Linked DNA regions of Mus musculus: region 1 is linked to region 2. A link is a contact called in public promoter capture Hi-C data. All regions are on one chromosome and are shown on one strand. The core of a region is the stretch at or near the end of the contact, and the rest is flanking DNA. Distances in the headings are between cores, read along the strand shown.

Region 1 (3,289 bases), core at 750-3,249, 160 kb before region 2:
TCACTTTGTCTCTGGCAGAAAAATTAAAGGTATTCAAAGGTACCCTTGTGAAGTAGTTTCTTCAGAGTCCTTCTAGATTTTCTCTCTGATTCTCTGCTAAAATATGCTCATCTAACCTGTGTTCTTTTTTCTCTTCAGTTACAGAGCTTCTGTTGTTGACCTTTGACCGCATCCAGTCTGTGTTCTACCCACTGAGGACATCCATATTTAATGTCTTTACATTTTTATCTTCTTGCTCAGAGTTAAGATCTGCATCACATTGCTCCTTCTCCTGACTGCCGCCTGCTGTCTTCCATAGGAATCGCAATATATTCAGTCTGGTCTGCCTCCCTGTCCAGTCACCTGAATCATGTCCTGCCTGGGTCCCCCCCCCCCTTTTTTTTCCTTGATACTGCAGACTATGGCTTTTCCTTTTAGGATATTTTGAAACTTTTTGCTGAAAGCCAGACCTGAGGCATTGGTTGACAGGAGTGGTGTTTGGTGTTAAATGCTATGTAAACTTAGCTGGGAATGGAGCCGTGTTTAACACTGTGTAATGTCTTAGGGCTCCTATCACTGTGAAGAGACACCATGATCACGGCAACTTTTTTTTTGTTTTTGTTTTTGTTTTTGTTTTTTCGAAACAGGGTTTCTCTGTATAGCCCTGGCTGTCCTGGAACTCACTATGTAGACGAGGCTGGCCTCGAACTCAGAAATTCGCCTGCCTCTGCCTCCCGAGTGCTGGGATTAAAGGCATGTGCCACCACGCCCGGTTTCATGGCAACTCTTATAAAAACAAAACATTTAATTGGGGCTGGCTTACAGGTTCAGAGGTTTAGTCCATTATCATCATGGAGGAAACCATGGATGCCTGCAGGCAGACATGGTGCTGGAAAGGCAGCTGAGAGGTCTACAATTGGATCTGCTCAGTAGGAAGAGAGCGTGACACAGTCTAGCTTGAGTTTCTGAAACTTCAAAGCCCAGCGATACACTTTCTTCAACAAGGCCACACCTGTTCCAATAAGGCCGCACCCATAATAGTGACACTCCCTGTGGCTAGAGGGGGCCATTTTCATTCAAACCACCACTCTGACAATGCCTGTAGCTTCAAAGTCCATTGTCTCTCTCTCTTTCTCTCTGGACATCTTGACAGTGGTAGCCTTGGCTGTCCTGGAACTCACTGTGTAGACCGGGTTGGTCTTGAACTCACAGAGATCCTCCTGCCTCTGCCCTCAAGTGCTGGGAGTAAAGGTGTGTTCCACCATGCCCTACTCTACTCTATTCTTTTTTTTTTTTTTTTTTTTTTTTTGGTTTTTCGAGACAGGGTTTCTCTGTATAGTCTTGGCTGTCCTGGAACTCACTTTGTAGACCAGGCTGGCCTCGAACTCAGAGATCCACCTGCCTCTGCCTCCCAAGTGCTGGGATTAAAGGCGTGTGCCACCACCGCCCGGCTACTCTATTCTTTTGATTCTTCTGTCATCTTTGTGTTTCTCTGAGAAAATTTCACAACTATGTCTAATTTAGTGAAGTATATGTATGGGTGGGAACTATGCCATGTGAGGGGTATTAGGAGGTCAGAGGTCAGTTTGTGGGCATCAGTTCTCTCTTTCCACCGAGTGGATCCTGGGTATAGAACTTAGGTCATCAAACTTGGCAACAAGCACCTTTGTCCACTGAGGTGCCCCCCTGCCCCCCCCCCAAGCAATTCTGAAAGAGAGTCTTTCTCTTGCAGATCTTTCAACTGTAACCCCTGAACCCAGGCTGGAGCATGCTTAATATAGGGAGAGGATCTGTCTCCTGAGAAGGGTATTCTTGGGTTGTGGCCATGAGAGATCATTCTGAAAAAAAACCTCTGCCCTCTCTCCAGCTTAGGTGAAACACAAAGCCAGATTTAGGGGCTGGAAGGCTGGCTTCATTTTGCACCAGACAACAATCTGGCAAAGTCCTGGCAGTGTTGGCTTCCATTATGGAGACGGCACTAAGAGGGTTTATAAATGGGTACTATTTTCCTCCCTCTGACAGAGGCACAAGACAGTGTTTGTTTTGTTGAGACAGGGTCTCTTTTGTAGCCCAGATGCCTTGAACTTGTGTTCAGCCGTTGGCTCCAAAGCCCTGGATGTATAGGCCTTTGCAACCATGCCAGGCCACAAGGTAAACATTTTTATGGCTCTTCACCATGGAAAACAGTGGGCTTCCTGGACATCAAACTGTGGGGATTTTACCCTTGACTGTGACTTGGAGCATCCTGCTTTCAATTCCAGTGAGACACCAGAATGTTATGTGATTCCAATGGTCCACAGCACCCCACCCCCACCCCCAGCTAAGCTGGCCCTGGCTATTTTTGCTGGTCCATGGTCTCCACCCTAGGTTTCTGTTTCTCTTTCCCAGAACTGCAGTAACAGAATGCTGCAAATCAGGGCGCTGAAAGCAGAAATGCATGTACTTGCAACCCTTGCAGGTTGGAAGCTCACCGATTGCCAGTCTCACTGCTTCTGAGTCATTGGGGGGGAGGGGGGGGGAGATCCTGCATCTTGGCTGGCCCTGGCTTGCAGTTGTGAACACCTGGGCTCTGCTTCCATTGTCACATGGAAACCACCACCCTCGATCCCTCACCCCCAGCTCTGTCCCATGTCTCTTCTCTACCCAAAAGGACACTCTTCATCCTGGGTGGAAGACCCAGATCTGCTTCAACGTGACCTCATCATCAGTGATTTAAGTAATTCTATACTCAGTACTGTTCTTTCCCACAAGGCCCTGGGCTGAGGTGCTGGGGACTAGTTCCTTTAGCATAACCTTGGGGGAGGGGCATTGCTAACTCTGTAGAACTCCTTAGCCACCAGTGTCTACAGACTTGGGAGCCATGCCTGACCCTCTTGCCCACACCCTCAGTTCTTAGAGAGCCGGATGAAAACTTAATGTTGTTCAGTTTTGCTCATTGTAGGATGCAGGTGATGACCTCTGAACTCTTTGTTCATGGAAGCAGAAGATGGATGCCAATTGTTGAGTTTACAGGGGATTTAACTCCTTCTTTTATAGACTCTTGGGTCCTGGGTGGAATCAGCATGGAAGGCCCCCTGGGTAGCACAAGCCACTTCCACACTTGACACCTGCTGTCTGTCACTGATGCTGGTTCTTTTATCAAGCACATTTATGGATGGCTAGACTTGGTCCAGCTACTCTGCACATAGCACTGGGTCCTTGCTGTGGTGCTACACACTCTGGCATTTACACAGCGTAGGCTAAGCACAGGGTGGTAGGGTGTGATGCTCAAGGAAAGGAAATGAACTAGGTCGTGGCAGCACACACTATT
Region 2 (3,552 bases), core at 66-2,565:
GGATAGCTGCGATTGTGCATGCCACTTGGCTGTAGGAACCCAGAGCTTCATATCTAAGTACCTGAAAGGGACTTCAAAACAAACACGGGAGTGTTTTTGCCTTATTCTCATTTAGATCAGGGCGCGTAACGCCTCCACCCCGACCTCCGCAAACCCTGCCCAAACAAGCGACAGTTTGGCCCTTGGGTCCAGACCCCGCCGGGTCCCGCCCGCCCCGGCAGGTCCGCGTCTCCAGCTTACCGGGGAAATCACACTTGTAAGGCCGCTCGGGCTCGAAGTGGCTGCGCTGGTGGGAGTTGAGCTTGGCGTGTGTGGGGAAGCGCTCGGCGCACACCTCGCACTTGAACAAGCTCTCCTGCTCGTGGCCCTTCATGTGCGCCTTGAGGTTGTAGACGGTGGTGAACTTCTTGCCGCAGCCGCCCACCGGGCAGCTAAAGGGACGCAGCTTGTCATGCGACTGCAGGTGCCGTTTGAGCTTGTAGGAGGTGGTGAAGGCCCAGCCGCAGCCATCCAGCGGGCACTTGAAGGGCCGCCGGCCCTGGAGGCTGCCGTGCGTCAGCAGGTGCACCTTCAACTGGTGCTTCTTGGCGAAGCTCAGCGCGCACTGCGGCTCCGGACAGCGGTAGGCCGGGGAGCCAGCGCTAGCGGCCACCGGCCCGCGGCGGGACGCAGCAGCGCTCGAGGGCTCCAGGCCCGGGGTGGTCGCGGGATGCAGGCTCGGGGCGGCTGGCGCGGGCGCCGCAGCCAGCGTGAAGACGCCGCGGTCGAAGCGCACCAGGAGGTCCTGGTTGTGGATGGTGACCGTGCCTGCCAGAGCTGCGCCGGGGGCGGCGGCCGGGACCTGTTCCGTGGGGCTCGCGCCCGAATCGGGCTCGGCCTCCTCCTGACCATGGGTGTCGGCCGCGCGCGGCACTTCCAGCAGTACCACGAAGGAGTCGCCGCCGTCCTCCGGGGGCGGCGGGCTGGGCCCCGGGGCCTCCTCTGGACGCGGCCCGGGCCCGCCATCTTCCGGGCCCCTCAGCAGCAGCAGGCGACGGCGCCCGGGACCGGCACCGAGGGACGGCCCCGCGCCGCGGCGAAGTCGGCTCGGGCCACCGCCATGTTGGTCTCCGCGCGTGGCCGGGGCGGCCAGCACCGCCGGGAGGTCCATCTTAGGCCCAGCTGAGGCGTCCGAACCGCAGCCACCGGAGAAGAGCTGCCCAGCCCTGCCAGGCATGCGCGCGACACCTAGGGTCCGCCCCCCGGGAGCCTCTGTCAAAGCTGAGCTTAGACTACAGCCCAGAGTCGCATCTCGAGCTGCGCGTGCGCAGGAGCCGTGGGCGTGGGCGTGGCGCGCGAGGGCTGTCGGGACTGTAGTCACGAGGAAGCCCAGGGGCTGGAGCAGGGGCGGAGCCTCCAACTTGTCTTGTGCTTGGAGTCCCAACTTGGAAAAAGAGGGTCTTCAGATTTGGGCTCCTACTTTTGCATCTGGGTAGCGCAAAGGAATGAAAACTGATTGCGTTTCTTAAGAGTTCCTGTGCCCTCTGTACTTTGAAAATACGAGCTAATTCAACCTGTGATTGCCAAGTGTAAGGAAACAAGTCAAGTTTACCTGTGGCCACATGATCCAGAACTGACACTCAGGCTTTGAACCTCTCCACTTTGCTTGTCATCTCTCTATGACCTCGCCGAAGAGCGCGTCTATCTGCTGCTACTGTGCCACCGACCTGATTTGCCCTGTAGCAGGTCCTGATGGGATCCCTACCTAAACCACTAAAGACATTCCGTGTTTCCTTGATATATGTCTGCCTTCTAAGTTGCTGGTTGTTCCCTGAATTCCACAATCCCCCTTGTCTCATACGGATTCATCTGGAATCACACCACTCCTGTCATCACCACTCAAATTCAAACTTATTTCACTCCTAGGTTCTCAAATAGCTAAGGAACCTGTCTTCCGCTCCACCTTTACCCAACTGTCTCCCCGCCCCCACCCATTCCAGTCCTTTCTGCCTCCAGCCTGTTTTCTGTAGGTCAGGCTTTAGTCTTCTGAAAGTTCAAATACTATTAAAACTTTGCCAACCTGCCATTTGCACCTACACTGGTTTACCCCCATTTCCCACCAATTTGCCCCTTAAAATGCAAGGGTATCTCCCTCCCCCTGTGTCTCCCTGAAGAGGGATGGAAATATGTCTACACAAAAACTACTTGCATGCTTATAGTAATCTTTGTTACAACAACTCGCCAGGGGAAACAATGCAAGTGTTCATTGTCAGATGAATATATATTCATACAGTGGAATATTTTTGAGCAATTACAGAGTTTTGCAAGTTATGTCATGACCAAACCTATGAAAAATATTTCAGCCACAAAAGAGAATGTGCTATAATGCCATTTATATGAAATGTCTAGAAGAGCTAAGTTATACAGACAGTAGATTAGTGGGAGATGGGGAATTAGGGCTAGCCTCTAATAGGGATGGGTTCTCCAAGGAGCAAAAGTTTTTGGCATTAAAAGTGTTGATTGAACAGCACATCTGATATACAAAAGCTACTGACAACAAATGACAGCAATGACACGTCTGTATGCTTCTATTAAAAATACATTTAAAAAATGAGCACAGAAATAGCACATCTGTTTGTGAAAAACCTTACCTGTCTGTATATGTGCTTATGCACTCTGTGATGGTTTGGATATGCTCGAGCCAGGAAGTGGCACTATTAGAAGGTATTGGAGTAGGTGTGTCACTGTGGGTGTGGGCTATAAGACCCTCCTCCTAGCTGCCTGGAAGTCAGTATTCTGCTAGCAGTCTTCAGATGAAGATGTAGAACTCTCTGCTCCACCTGTACCATGCCTGCCTGGATGCTGCCATGTTCCTGCCTTGTTGATAATAGACTGAAGCTCTGAACCCGTAAGCCAGCTCCAATCAAATGTTGTCCTTATAAGAGTTGCCTTGGTCATAGTGTCTGTTTACAGCAGTAAAGACCTAACTAAGACAGAAATTGGTACCAGGGCCTGGGGTGTTACTGTGATAGGTGTTGCCATGGTTTTGTTTGGAAGAATGTGGATTTGGGGACTTTGGATTTGGAAAGCCGTGTAATGCTTTAAATGGAGTTTAATGAGCTATCCTAGTAGGAATAGGGAAGATGTTGTTGCTGTGAGTGATTTCAACTGTGCAGACTTGGCCCAAGAGGTTTTAGGGGAGAAGACCTCAATATGTGGCCTAGAGACTGTTTTTGTAGTATTTTGGTGAAGAACGAGGCTGCTTTTTGCCCTTGTCTGAAGAGTCTGCCTAAGGCTAAGGTGAAGAGATTCAGATTAAGTGCATTGACAAAGTCTCAGAAATGCCCATTTTAGATTTTGTTCTCTGGTTAAGTCTCATGAAGAGCGGGTTGAATAAGCATAGCAAGCTTAGAAAGGGAAAATATAAAAAATATGATTTGAGTATTAAAGGGGCTCCAGGAAGTGAAATGAAAGTGAAATTTCTTTTCTAGAAAGATCCTTGATGCCACCTCCATGGTGAGGTGGAGAAAGGGGTTTTTGAGTAGGTTCCCTTTGGCACTATCGAGTTTGTAG

Evidence for each region. Promoter capture Hi-C pulls out the DNA fragments that hold promoters and counts their contacts.
Region 1: a contact with region 2 is called in a promoter capture Hi-C map of neural stem cells. The contact joins the enhancer-like site here to the promoter of Zxdc in region 2. A contact is called at or near these places in 4 of 39 promoter capture datasets (embryonic stem cells, liver and neural stem cells), 3 of 484 Hi-C or Micro-C datasets (cortical neurons and embryonic stem cells), 7 of 115 datasets of contacts at active chromatin or transcription factors (double positive thymocytes, embryonic stem cells, epiblast stem cells and 2 more) and 1 of 9 other capture datasets (embryonic stem cells).

Annotation. Positions count from the first base shown.
Region 1 is chr6:90,530,706-90,533,994 of GRCm38.p6, reverse strand. No RefSeq gene overlaps it. Among named protein-coding and RNA genes, the nearest start is that of Aldh1l1, 18 kb to the left of the region's middle. Within about 2 kb of position 1,999, at least 14 of the 459 cell types and tissues checked have an H3K27ac peak or open chromatin away from gene starts, as enhancers often do. A contact at or near this core is called in neural stem cells and stem cell-derived neural progenitor cells, where this site is marked.
Region 2 is chr6:90,367,257-90,370,808 of GRCm38.p6, reverse strand. It overlaps Zxdc (ZXD family zinc finger C), which reads right to left and starts at 1,315. Exons shown (of 10, transcript NM_173002.3): 1 at 241-1,315. The coding sequence starts at 1,150.